Linked DNA regions of Mus musculus: all the other regions are linked to region 3. The links are chromatin contacts, called in public ChIA-PET and HiChIP or PLAC-seq maps. All regions are on one chromosome and are shown on one strand. The core of a region is the stretch at or near the end of the contact, and the rest is flanking DNA. Distances in the headings are between cores, read along the strand shown.

Region 1 (4,275 bases), core at 1,449-3,948, 130 kb after region 3:
CAGAACAAGTGAGGTGGACTCTTACTGTTCTCTTTGCTGTGTTTGGAGCTCTGTGAGAGTGGGGAAGTTTGGATTTGGTTTCATACATGAACATTTTTTTCCTTTGTGGGAGATTTTCTCACGTGTAGGTGTTAAACACAGCATTCCCCAGTGAGCTAATAGCCTATAGCTATTTCTTCTCTGTATTCAGGATCTGAGCAGTCAAAGCTCGTTGGCGTTTGATGCCTGCATGTTGAGCGTTATAACAAAGAAAAAAGCTGGTTCAAAAGTAGCAGGACTAAACTGATGGAGTTATTGAGTGTGCTTTTTAAATGTCTAGAGTCAGCATTGGTCTAGAGAAGATATTCTTGTGTGCTCTGCCTTCTGCATCTCATTTTCTTCCAATAAGGCTACTGATTGCATCCCGTTTTATTGGTTCAAATAAGGGGCTATTTCTGGAGTATTGCTCCTAGGGGAAAAGGAGTCAATCTTGAGCTGAGCCTGAATCGCGCTGTTGGACTGAAATAGAAGCTTAGCAGGGTCCAAGTGCACAGTGATGCTCCGAGACACTCACTCAAAGGCTCATCACTTGTAGAGGCTTTTTTAGTTTTGTTGTTGCTGTTGTTTTGGTGTGTGTGTGTGTGTGTGTGTGTGTGATGAGCATGTGAGTGTGGGCATCTGCATGATACTGAGCACATATGGAGATCAGAGAACAGCTTCTGGAAGTCTGTCTCCATTGTTGTTCTGGAAACTGAATTTAGGTTGTCAGGTTTGTACCACAAGCACTTTTATACACTGAAACATTTTGCTAACTCCAACTTCAGGAAACTTATAAAAGCATTTTATCATCATGATTTAGTTCAAAGAAATCTTATGTTATTTAAATCTGGAAACCTTACTTTGTTGTTTTGGCAAATAATCTGTTTGCTTACTAATTATACTGACATTTTTCTCTTGCTTCATGACTTATCACAAATATTTGTTGACTGCTTTGTCAGTAGTTGATAGGAAATACCTTTGTGTCTGAGTTGGTGATAGTAGGAGAGTTACTTCCTGGTAACTTAAGATAACCAAGCACCCCGGGCCTTGAGGTAAGTTAAAATATTATATGCTTTGAGCACTGTTGCAGCTGAGATTGCAGAGGGCACTGGAGAAGAGGGTGAGTCCCAGGTCAGTGCAGAAGCTCTCAGTCCCAGAGATGAGTCTGAATTACCTCCACTTGGCAAGGGAGCAAATTGCTGACCTCAGCCCGTCTTTTTTTCTCTTCCCTTTTTAGTGTTGGGGATCAAACCCAAGGCCTTTTATGTGTTTGTGTAGGCTGCTGTGACTTACACACCAGCTGTCTTTTCAGGACAGCACAGGCCTCCTGTATACAGTTAGTAAGCTCTCCTATTCATAATTTCAACTACAGTCTTTTAAATGTTATGAATATCTGAGATGAACCATGTCAGGTGTGTCCTTTAGTCCAGCCTTTTACTCAGGAGAACGTCCGTCGTAGGCGTTCTGCTTTCTTTAGGTAAGCATCAGAGGTGGGAGGAGAAGGGACAGGAGACTATAATGTGCTTACATTTGGAGATCTGGAGTGCTTTGTGCCTTTATTCTCCTGCTCCACTCTTGTTTCCTTATCTTTGAAATTATTCCATAGGCTCAGTCATGGTGACCTGTGTAGACATTTTGCCTGCATGTATGTATGTGCACCGTGTGTGTATCTGTGGTGCAGATCCTCTCTCTGGAACTAGAGTTGCAGCTCATTGTGAGCTATCTTGTGGGTTTTAGGAACTAAGCCTGGGTCCTCTAGAAAAGCAATTGATATTCTTTAACCGCTGGTCCATCTCTCCAGTCCTATTTACTTAATTTTAAGATAAGGTTTCAAATAGTCTATCCTGGCCTCCAACTCTCAATATAGCCGATGACGTTGAATTTCTTTTTACCTTAGTTTGTTTTAATTGTCTGTGTGTATAATGTATTTGGCACAGTGCACATGCGAAGGTCAGCAGACAACTGTCAGGATTTGTTCTCTTTCCATGTTCATCTCCAGGATGAAACTCAGTTCACCAGGTTTGCTTGGGAAGTATCTTTACCCACTGAGCCATCCTAGCCTCAACCTTAAACGCTTGATTCTTCTACCTCCAAGATGTTGGGAAATATATACATGTTCAGTTTTTCCTGTGCTGAACCCCGAAACCAGGGATTTTTGCACACTGGGCAAACCCTCTCTCATGAGCTCCATCCCTGACCGGCATTAGATTATTTGTCAGTTGAATTATGTAGCTAGTTCATAGCTGACTTGTAGCCCATGAGAGCCTTCAGAGCTGCTTCACGTGACCTCCCTCCTCAGTTCTTGCATCCCGTGCTTGTTCAGTTGGTAGGAGCGTTGTGCTACCACATTTGTGTGGCACTTAGTATAGAAACTTAGAAGAAAAGTATGAAGAACAGAGTAAAGATGATTTAGACCTTACAGTCTCACCCTGCAGTAGAGCGCCGGGCACTGTTTTGGTGAATCTCCTTCTCAATTTCTACAGCTTTTCCCCCCCTTTTGTATCTAACCTATATTCAACACTTTATCCTTGTTTGATTTGTTTTGATGTTCAACCCATCGTTTTAGCTTATCAGGGCGTGTGTGGATCCTGATTATGTCATTCTGGGTATTGGGATCTTCTGCGGCAGCTTTGTATCGTCAGCACATTTCCTAAATGTGCCTTCAGAATCTTGGTCCAGATGCTTTGATCTATTCCTGACTCTGCCCCTGATTTGGTAGATGATTTGGGACTAATCTCTCTCCATTCTGGGCTCTGCTTTGTTACTGTTATATAAAATGGCCCCAAAGTCTGAAAACTTTCCTGAAGAGTCAACTGCAAAGCCCTTGGGAAGAAAAATTGTGGGTAGAGAGTCTTCAACCACGGCCAAACTTGAAAAACAATAGCCATAGCCGATGACCTTCATGGCATGGTTCAGATCTTCCTCTAGTCTCCTGCTCTCTCAAAACCCCAGCAGGACTCACCAGCTAAGAACTAAAAACGAAGGTTGCAGCAGACATTGGTTCTTGCTTTGAGCAGTGCAGGCCCAGGGGAGGGGCAGTGAGAAGACAGCAGGGGAGGGAGGGCAGTGGAGAGCTCTCTGAGGGTGGCTGCCCTGGTCTCTCTGTGTTCTTCCAGTTGGGGTCCTGTTACTTGCTAATTGTCCCATGAGTGTGCTCGCATTTCCCCTGGGGTTGTAACAAGGACGTGATAGTCTGCAACTGAAACTGAAACACTGGTTTAATAAGCAGGCAATTAATGACATGCTAAGAATTTTTAGCTCCGGTAGATTAATTGTTAAATGAATTGTGTCTATGTGGTACTGTCATTTTACTATAATATCAGCCTTATTATAAATATAGGTTTACATTGTAGAAGATAATAATGAACAGAATTATACACTTAGTGATCAGACTTCTGGAATATCTGAGGAAAATATTTTCTTCTTACACTGTCTTTTTATGTAGGTTTGATTAATTTTACCTCAATTGTACATTTCTCCCTGGAGCTCAGATACTTTGCATGTTCTAGCAGAGTGAGCCCCTGTAGTAACAGGTTTAATGAGATTGTTGTTGTTGTTGTAATTGGTTTCTGTATCATTTCTTTGAAAACCAGTCATATGAACAGGATGTGAAGCTCAGGATGTGCTGATGCATTCCCAAGACCCTCACATCAGAGAAACTCATTTCTCACCTTTATCTTCATGTGATGGGGATTCTCAATGGTCAGCTTGGTAGGGTACCTGAGAACACAGCTTCTGCCATTGGTGCTGACTGTGCTGTTGGAGCACCCCTGATTTCTAAGGTTTTTACAATACCTCATCTTAGAGCAAATACCTGACAAGAAACAGCTTAAAAGGGAGGAAGGGCTGAGGAGGGTTAATAGCGGGAGCCTGGGGCAGCCACCTCCCTTCTTCCAGAGCTGGGAAGCACAGGGCTAAGTGTGCTGCTCAGCTTTCCTCCTCCTCTGCCTTTAAAATGGAAGCCAGGGCCAGTCCAATGCACTGGTGCTGTCCACACTATAGTGCGCAGCTTCCCAGTTTGGGTAACAGTCCTGAAGTCCCTCACAGGTCTGCCCAGAAGCTTGTCAGTTTGGTGACACTAGATCCTGTCAGGTTGGCAGTGGCTGTGTTGGTCATCATACTGGGACTTGGAGATGCAGAGGCGCTAATATGTATTTTATCTCATATGGTTTGTCCGTCCTTCCTTCCTTCCCTTTCCCCCTCCTTCTTTCTTTCTGTCGCCTGCCCTTCCTCCCTCCCTCCCTCTCTTCCTGACAG
Region 2 (4,633 bases), core at 287-2,786, 160 kb after region 3:
CTCATATAGCCTATGTTGGGTGTATGATTTTAGCTCATGTATATGGCTAAATTCCCTGTGTAGCTGAGGATGACCTTTCAGCTCCTGGCCCCCTCCTATACCTCCCAGTGCAGGAATGCCCCACCTTGCTCTTTCATTTGGGCTTTCGAGTCTTACACGCTGCTGAGGTGATGTCTTATTTGGGTAAAGCGCTCGCTGCCCAAGCATGGGAGCCTGAGCTCAGCCCCCAGCGCACACATACAAAAGCGAGGCGTGCCTGTAACTCCAACATCAAAAAGGCAGAGGTGTGTGGGTTCTCGGAGCCTGCTAGCTAGGCAGTCTAGTTAAACAGGTGACCTCTAAGTTCAGTGAAAGACCCCGACATACACATACACACACCACATACATACACACACACACACACACACACACACACACACACACACACACACACACACACACACGTACTTACATACCTGAATCTCCTTTTTTGCATTTCATCCTTCTAAGTTGGAAAAGCCAAGGAATAAATTCCAAACCTTGTATTTTCTGGTCTCCTTTTCTTGCCAGTGCATCCTTGTAGCACTTCTGAGTTTCTTAACTGACAGGACCAGCTAGCAGCTATTTTGTGACCATGTGTTCCAATGTTCTTGAAAGGTATTCAGTTCACCCAGTGAGGCAGCAGGCAAGCTTTTTTTTTAACAGAGCCTTCTCAGTTCTCCCTCCAGCAGCTCTCTGCAGCCAGGTGAATGGAACTCTATTGATCGATCTGTCAGTTGTTTCCTATTCAATATTTGTTCTCTTTTGTGACGCCAGCTGTGTGACTCCATCCTCACACTTAAAAAGCTGCCTTTATGAGTGGCTTTCATTCTCTTTTTCCTCTGCCTGTGGAGCAGAGCAGATTCCTGTTCTTTGCTGTTGGAGCTGTCTGTGTCATTTTCCTGCAGAACGCCTGTGTATTCTGTTCTGTGTGTTAGGGAAGGAGATGGTCCTCCTACCACTGTAAGCTTTGGGCAGCCTGAAAGCCATGCAGCAGCTTGGGAGGACAGCTGACATCGTTCTCCAGAGGTAGCAGCCACCAGCCAATGATAATTTAAAACAAAACAAAGCAAAACAAGACAAAAAACAAAAAAAACAAAACAAAACAAAAACCATGTGGTGCATGAGAAAAATCAGAAAAGGGAAAATTGACAAGCTGTCTCCTCATCCTCTTTCACCTCCACTCAAGGTTTAAAGTGATGCTAAAAAGTGGTCCTTGGATCCACAAGCCAGAATCGAGGAAAGGAACTCAGGTTACTCACCCATAGGGAAGAGGGCTGGGGATGGATAGGTGCCTGTGAGTGCTTATCTAGCATTCATTCCCCAGCACAGCCAACAGGAGGGGTCCTCGGTGATCTATTTACTGTGTGACAGTTACATGCTGTGACAGAACGCAGGGCAGTGAGGGTCACTGGTGACAAGTCCACGTGGAATCTCTGCAGTCCTGGTTATTGTGCGCTTGCTCGCTAGCTAGCTCGCTCGCTCGCTCGCTTCCTGTAACAGTACTGTTACCCCAGCACTCTGCTCTCAGAATGGTGGTTTCTCTTCCCCAACTGCCTCTGAAGGCTTCTAAATGAAGGCCCTTTTCCTCCCCCTCCCCCTTCTCCCTCCCTCTTCCTCTGTAGCAACAGCAAGTGAACTTGTTTTTTATCAGGTTAGAGTTATTTGACTACCTTGCCTGTCTCCAACACGTGGAGTACTTCTCTCCTGTTACTTATGAACTTTAATCCTAATGTCACAAAGTCAAAAGGATTTCCAGCTTCCCAAAGAGCTGGCTTTCAGGGCAGTGAGGCCCTGCAGCTGTTAGCAGCTACATTAGTAGAGAGGGGGGGTCGGGGGCAAAACAAAACAGGATTTTAATCTTTAGTAGATTCTAAAATACTTCTAAGATAAAACCTAAAGCCTGTTAATAGGCATTAGCTGGGGTTTATGGCATTTAGTAAGTTAGGCAGACAGGACAGGCTCTTTGTTAGCTCTGCCTGCCAGCTTTCCATTTTGTTCCTAGAAAAGATTTGTGAATTCTTTTTTGGGTGATGGAAACAGGGTTTTTCTGTGTGACAGTCTTGGCTGTCCTGGAATTCGATTTGTAGACCAGGCTGGCTTCACAGAGACCTGCCTCCCTCTGCCTGTGGAGTACTGGGATTAATCCTTTTTTAAAAAATACAGGGTTAGCCTAGTCTAACCTGGGACTCACTGTGTAGCCCAGGCTGGCCTTCAGCTCACAGAATCCTCTTGCTTCAGCCTCCCAGGTGCTGGCATTATAGACAGGAGGCCACCATTGCCACCTAGTTTTGTGAGGATTTTTGAAGATTTATTTATTTTTATAAGTTTAAATGTTTCATACATACTAGGCAATGTAGAACATTGTTGTAATCCCTACTGGGTGTAATGGTATCCTCCTTTAATACCAGAGGCAGGTAGATATCTGAATTTGAGGCCTGCCTAGTCTACACAGTGGTGAATTCTAGGACACCCAGAGCAACATAACAAGACCCTGTCTCAAACAAAACAAACAAAAGGGAGTGTGCTACCAATAGTGAAACTATGAGGTATAGTTATTCCTAGAACAGTTGGAGAAAAGTTACTCTCCAGGCTTATTGTCTACCCTCAACTGAGATTTAGCTCCTGTCTCTCTCCAGTGTAGCTCGGTAGTAAACATTCATGCTTATCTCGTAGAAACTGGAATTCCTTGGTCAAGGAATAAGAACCTTGAAAAGGATAAATCTATGATGATGTGACTGTTCTTCATGCCTGTAATCCCAGCATGCAGGTGGATGGTTGTTGAAGGTCAACCCAGGCTGTAGAGTGAGACCCTGTCGTAATGCATGTCAGCAAAAGAACTTTGTGACTTGAAGAGCTTTGTGTTGGCTTTGAGTCTTTTCTTTCTCACCACTACTTTCCTTGGTATTCATTTCTAGAACTCGGGCCTAGGACACAGAAAGAGCAGCTGCAGACCACTGGCCTTTTAATGAGTTGTCTGCTCCCTCACTACTGCCCTGGCCCCAGTTTTCATTCCCATAAGGTATTGAGTCGAACAGCCTATGTCTCCTTGGGACATTTCAGGGACTACTTTATCTGTACTAAATAAATGTGGGTTGAAGGCATATAATGGAAGCCCCTTCCTCCTGTACTGCAGTTAAACCCAGTGGTTCACACATTTAGTTAAGCAAGTGTTCTGTGATTGAGCTACATTCCCCAGACCCCCTTTCTAGTTTTTATCTTGATAGAGTCTTACTAATTTGCTCAGACTGTTCTTTAACTTGCTGTGTAGCTCAGGCGAGCTGCAGGCCTCCTGGCGCCCGGGTGTACATGCCTGTGCCGGCGGATCCCACTGATGTCTATGAAAAGTCCTTGGGGGCTGGAGAGGTGGCTCTGACTGCTCTTCCAGAGGACCCAAGTTCAACACCTACCTCACAACTACCTGTAACTCCAGTTCTAGGGGATCATGTACCCTTTTCTGGCCTTTGTGGTTAGCAGGCTGGCATGTGGTACATATATGCAGGCAAAGCACCCATACGTATAAAATAAGATAATTTTAAAGAGAGAGACTACAGCTGATGTTACACCATCAGCTGTTTTGTTTTGCAGGGCTCTGCAGTTGTCGTGCTCAATAGACAGAGAGGAAAGAAGAGCTTAACTCAAAAGAGGAAGGATACGGTTAGATAATAGAGAGGCATAAATTGGAAAATAATACTCAAAACTAGGACCTGAACAAGTCAGGAAGAATGGAGAATTCTAGAGTTTTTGAATGTCATGTCCTTGGGTCACAAAATGGTCTGAAGCTTTGTGGAACATAATAGCTCTAATTCCAGCACTTGGGAGGCAGAGGCAGGCAGAGCTCTGTGAGTTGGAGACCGGCCTTATTTCTACCCCACCCACCAAAAATCATCTAACTCAATTAGGCTGCCTACCACAGCCACGTGGTCCTTTACCTTTTTTTTTTCTTTTCTTTTCTTTGGTCCTTTACCTTTTTTTAAAAAAAAAAGATTTATTTATTTTTATGCATATGAGTACGCTATAGGTGGACAGATGGTTTGGAGCCTTCATGTTGTTAGGAATTGTATTTAGGACTTCTGCTCGCTCCGGTAGGCCCACTTGCTCCAGTCAACTCTGCTCACTCAGTCCCGAAGATTTATTTATTATTCTACATAAGTACACTGCAGCTGTCTTCAGACGCACCAGAAGAGGGCATCAGATCTCATTACGGGTGGTTGTGAGCCACCATGTGGTTGCTGGGAATTGAACTCAGGACCTCTGGAAGAGCAGTCTCAGTGCTCTTAACCACCGAGCCATCTCTCCAGTCCCCGGTCCTTTACCTTTAATCTGAGTCTTGCCCTTGCTCTTTCTGTTCCATGTGTGTCCTCATGGAGACTCCTCATGGTACATCACCTGCCTCCTGGTGACTTTCTTCTCCTCCCGGTCCCTCCATTTGGTCTCTCCACACCTTCTCCCCACCTTCCCCTCTGGTCTCTATGGGACTCTCAGATAGGTGCCTGTCCTTTCTTGCCCAACCATAGGGTGATAGTTCTTTTTTTTTTTTTTTTTGGTTTTTCAAGACAGGGTTTCTCTGTGTAGTCCTGGCTGTCCTAGAACTCACTCTGTAGACCAGGCTGGC
Region 3 (4,161 bases), core at 428-2,927:
AAAATGGTGTTGAATTGGGCCAGCTGGTCTCCTGTCAACTGGGTTCTCAGCAGGCGGGCCACCTCGTGCTCCGCTAACTCAGTCCAGCCAGCCTCCTCATCGTCCCCAGCCACCAGCTGGGCCTTGAGCTGTTCTATACTACGATAATCCCGGAGCTCAGCCCTCAGGGTTGTCAGGAGTGTAGACGGGGGCAGGTGGCCCTGGAGGATGGAGGCCAGGGCCTGAGGTGCCCGAAACATGCTGTTGTGTCTCAGTTCTTCTGGGGTAAGCTGGGTACCTCGAAGGCTCCGACGCTGGTAGTACCCACAGGCCTCCTCAAACACCAGGTCCTTGTCTGAAGGCAGCTCAAGGCCTTGGGGAGTTTCCCAACACACACAAAAGAGACCCAAGGCTGAAAGCAATCGTAGGGCTCCTCGGGTCTCCAGCTCTTCCTCGTTCTTCATGCCCGGGGCTGGAGGCTCCAGCAAATGTACTCTGTCTGTACTGAGAACCTTTTTTTCCAACAGCCGCCCACTGCTCATGTCCAGTAGTTCCAAGGTGGAGCCCAGGACACAGGCTAAAGTGCCGTGAAATGTCCCCAGGGCTGCAGACCCTTTTAGGCTTACAGGGGCCTCCTGCAGGATTCCCACGGTTCGAGTACCACCATGGCACTGCACTAGGCTCACCTTCCCTTTCAAGTCAAGCAACAACAAGCCCTGCGAAGATGGGGCCCAAGTGTGTACAGCCAGTGGCTCCCTGGGGGACAGGAATCCAGGAAGGCCTCGCAGCAGGGTCCGGAAGTCCCAAGTGTCCCCTTGTTTGGGATTCAGGCTTTTACTGTGTGAAAGACCAAGAGATGGAGCAGCAACTATTACCTTCCCCTTGCTTGGGCTCCAGATGAGCAGAAGGTGGGCCACACCAGACCAAGTGTTGGTAGTAGGCACCAGGAAGAGGTCCTTGCGGGAGGCTATCAGTCCAAAAAGGGGGCAATGGTGTAGCAGGATGTGGGTGCAGCCTAGTTTGGTGCCAGCCTCCCCGCTGGTTTCCAGGGTCTTGAAGCACACACGGTGGCTGAAGGCCGTTGAAAGCTGCTCTGGTTGGTCCTTAACACCCGGCTGACGCTCCTCGCACCAAACTAGGCGGCCTCGGGTTGCGGCCACGGCCATCACGCGGGCTCCACCATCCGGACACAGCTCAGTGCTCTGAAGTAGCTTCCATCCAGGCTCCATCCCCACGCCCCAAACCTCTGCTAGGCCACTCTCCCATACCAAGATCAGCGCGGGTCGCGCCAGCCACGGCACGAAAAAGACGTCCAGCGGCGAGGGGTCGCCCTCCGGCCAGGCACGCTCCAGCGGCAGGCCGGGCCCACGCACAGCCACTAGAAGCTGTGGGGCGGGCGATCCGGGGGGTCTTAATAGCAGCAAGTGGCGGCCGTCAGGGCTGCAGCGGACTAGGACAGCTGGGTCCCCCGCCAACAACTCGCGGAGCCGGGCCGCGCCGGTGAAGTTGCTCAGATCCGAAAGCAGGCGCAGAGTTCCTGCACGCTTCATGACGCCTCTGCCGCAGGAGCTAGCCAAGGCCTGATCGCCCAGTGGGGCGAGGCCGGACTGCTAGTCCTGGTACCCGGGGGAGTGCAGGGCTGACACTTCCGTCCCTGGTGAATGAGGTGAGCCAAGCCCTGGACTGAACGTCGACTCCGCCCGGCCCCGCCCCGCCAGGCGAGGTCCGGGATTGCCCCAGGGCACGCCCCGCTAGCGCTGCGCGCCGGGGGCGGAGCTGCGGGAAGATGTCCGAGGGAGGAGCATCCGCAGCACCCAAGGGTCCCCGCTCTGGATTCAAGTTTCCTAGGCACCGTGAGAATGTCTCAAAACGTCTCCCTTCTTTCTGAACCTCGCTCTTTCACCTTATTTGTGGTTGAGTACTGACACCGTATCAGCCCTGACCAAATAGCAAATCTCAACCGCCTGGAAATTTAGTGGAAAAACTGTAAGGTTAACAACCCTCCGCTCACCAGGCTGGCCACAAATTCACAGAGATTCTCCTGTCTCTGCCTCCCAAGTGCCGTGATTAAAGTTCATCACTACCATCCCTGGTCTTTATACATATGTTTTAAATTTGAAGTCAGCATACAAAGTAATGAATTTCATGATCGCATCCCCTTCCTCCATATTCTTAGTCCTGTGTGCACCTGTGAAGGCTGGAGGTCAGCCTCAGTGTCTTTCCTCAGAAGCCAACCTTCTACACTGTTTTGAGAGAACTTCTTTCACTAGGACCTCTCACCCACTAGGTTGTGCTAGCCAGCCAATGAGCTCGGGAGATCCTCCTGCTTCAGTCTCCCACGCTGGGATTATAGACTCGAACCACAATACCAAGCATTGAGGATAGAATTAGCGTCTTAAGCTTTTGAGGTATGCACTTTATTGACCAAGCTATGGCTGGCATTTTTACACATATATATATTATTCTACTTTGTTCCTGTTCACTGCCTTCCTCATTAAAAATTTAAATTAAATTATATTGAATGTGTGTGTGTTTGTGTGTGTATCTATGTGTGTCTGTGTTTGTGTGCGTGCAATATTATGGGCATACGCCACAACACCCACTCAGAGGCCAGAGGACAACTTTCGGAGCTGGTTCTTGCCTTGTACCACGTGGTTCCTGTGGTGGTTTGACTAAGAATGGTCTCCCACAGACGCATATATCTGAATAGTTAGTCATCAGAGAGTGGCACTCTCTGAGAAGAACTGGGATTAGTTATGTGTGGCCTCCTTGGAGGAAGTGTGTCACTGGCAGTGAGCTTTGCGATTTCAACCCCCCATGCCAGGTCCAGGTTCCCGTCTGCCTGTGGATGGGACTGGAGCTCTTAGCTACTGCTTCACTGCCGTGTGCATCACCGTGCTCTCTGCCAATGATGATAATGGATTGATGCTCTGAAACTGCAAGCAAGCCCCTCATTAAATGGTTTCTTGTATAAGAGTTGTCCTGGGGCTGGCGAGATGGCTCAGTGGGTAAGAGCACCCGACTGCTCTTCCGAAGGTCTGAAGTTCAAATTCCAGCAACCACATGGTGGCTCACAACCATCTGTAACAAGATCTGACTCCCTCTTCTGGAGTGTCTGAAGACAGCTACAGTGTACTTACATATAATAAATAAATAAATCTTAAAAAAAAAAAAAAAGAGTTGCCCTGGTTGTGGTATTTCTTCACAGCAATAGAAGAGTGACTGAGACAGGTGTCAGGAATCAAACTCAGGTGTGGGAACGTGGTTCACGGATGAAGCTGTGAGGAGCTGAGACCTTGTGGGAGAACTCCGAATAAACGAGTCTATAAACAATAAACAAGATAACCTCTGCACCCTCCCCAGCTGTATCAGAGAGGAGTAAATTAACTTATGTTATTGATTACAACTGACTATTGTTGTCTTTACGCCTCTATGGAAAAACATGTTTTTGTTTTTGCCACATGCGGCTTGTCCTTGTGACTGGACACTTTACTTAGTTGACTCCTTTTAACCCTTAGAGTAAAAACTGTCTGCTGCGAGAAATGAAGTTGGCTATGGCATAAAACTTTAGTTCACGGACGCTTCAGGCTGGCTCTCCCAGGTTCACACCGCCAGCTGGAGTAGCAACATCAGGTTCAGCAGCACTGATGAAAGTCCGTACTCACGCACTGAGGTGTTTCCTCAGCAATATATATATATACATATATATGTATATATGTGTGTGTGTTTATATATATATATATATGTTTATATATATGTTTATATATATATTTTTTGGGGGGGGACACAAATTCTCACTCTGTAGCTCTGTAGCCTGGCTTGTCCTTGAACCCTTGACAATCCGTCGGCCTCAGCTGCCCAAACACTGGAATTATAAACTGTCGTTCCTGTATCTGCATGAACTGCCATACCCTGTTCCCCGAATACTGATTGATTTGTCAGGCTCCCCTGTTTGGGGAGGGCATGCTTTTTTTTTTAAGATTAATTTTTATTTTGGGGTTTTGAAGAGATGGTTCAGCCATTGAGAACACTGTGTTTTTCAAGGGGACTTGAGTTGGCTCTCAGTACCCTCACAAATGCTTACAACTCTAGCTACAGGAATTCACTCTCTTTGGGCCTGCACAATCAGCCAGCCACAACACAAATAGAAAGTATAGAAAGTAAAATCTTGAAAATTTATTT

The links. ChIA-PET counts read pairs in DNA pulled down with a chosen protein or histone mark. HiChIP or PLAC-seq counts read pairs in DNA pulled down with a chosen protein or histone mark.
Region 1: an H3K4me3 HiChIP or PLAC-seq map of the 230-238 cell line shows a contact between it and region 3, with 14 read pairs. The contact joins the enhancer-like site here to the promoter of Hps6 in region 3. A contact is called at or near these places in 2 of 39 promoter capture datasets (frontonasal cranial neural crest and second pharyngeal arch cranial neural crest), 3 of 484 Hi-C or Micro-C datasets (the BV-2 cell line, the G1E-ER4 cell line and nephron progenitors), 8 of 115 datasets of contacts at active chromatin or transcription factors (the 230-238 cell line, the SCID.adh cell line, bone marrow-derived macrophages and 4 more) and 4 of 9 other capture datasets (adipose tissue, embryonic stem cells, liver and 1 more).
Region 2: a contact with region 3 is called in an RNA polymerase II ChIA-PET map of memory CD8 T cells, with 248 read pairs. The contact joins the enhancer-like site here to the promoter of Hps6 in region 3. A contact is called at or near these places in 11 of 39 promoter capture datasets (the 3T3-L1 cell line, 3T3-L1-derived adipocytes, embryonic stem cells and 6 more), 1 of 15 datasets of contacts at CTCF or cohesin (embryonic stem cells), 7 of 484 Hi-C or Micro-C datasets (B cells, the CH12 cell line, bone marrow-derived macrophages and 4 more), 16 of 115 datasets of contacts at active chromatin or transcription factors (the HPC-7 cell line, the NIH/3T3 cell line, acute myeloid leukemia and 9 more) and 3 of 9 other capture datasets (embryonic stem cells, liver and pancreatic islet).

Annotation. Positions count from the first base shown.
Region 1 is chr19:45,870,259-45,874,533 of GRCm38.p6, reverse strand. All of the region lies in intron 23 of Armh3 (armadillo-like helical domain containing 3), which reads left to right. Among named protein-coding and RNA genes, the nearest start is that of Kcnip2, 56 kb to the right of the region's middle. Within about 2 kb of position 2,698, at least 9 of the 459 cell types and tissues checked have an H3K27ac peak or open chromatin away from gene starts, as enhancers often do. A contact at or near this core is called in the 230-238 cell line, where this site is marked.
Region 2 is chr19:45,840,539-45,845,171 of GRCm38.p6, reverse strand. All of the region lies in intron 24 of Armh3 (armadillo-like helical domain containing 3), which reads left to right. Among named protein-coding and RNA genes, the nearest start is that of Kcnip2, 27 kb to the right of the region's middle. Within about 2 kb of position 1,536, at least 95 of the 459 cell types and tissues checked have an H3K27ac peak or open chromatin away from gene starts, as enhancers often do. A contact at or near this core is called in B cells, the CH12 cell line, the HPC-7 cell line and 5 more, where this site is marked.
Region 3 is chr19:46,000,994-46,005,154 of GRCm38.p6, reverse strand. It overlaps Hps6 (HPS6, biogenesis of lysosomal organelles complex 2 subunit 3), which reads right to left and starts at 1,677. Exons shown (of 1, transcript NM_176785.3): 1 at 1-1,677. The coding sequence starts at 1,529. All of the region lies in intron 1 of 4930505N22Rik (RIKEN cDNA 4930505N22 gene), which reads right to left.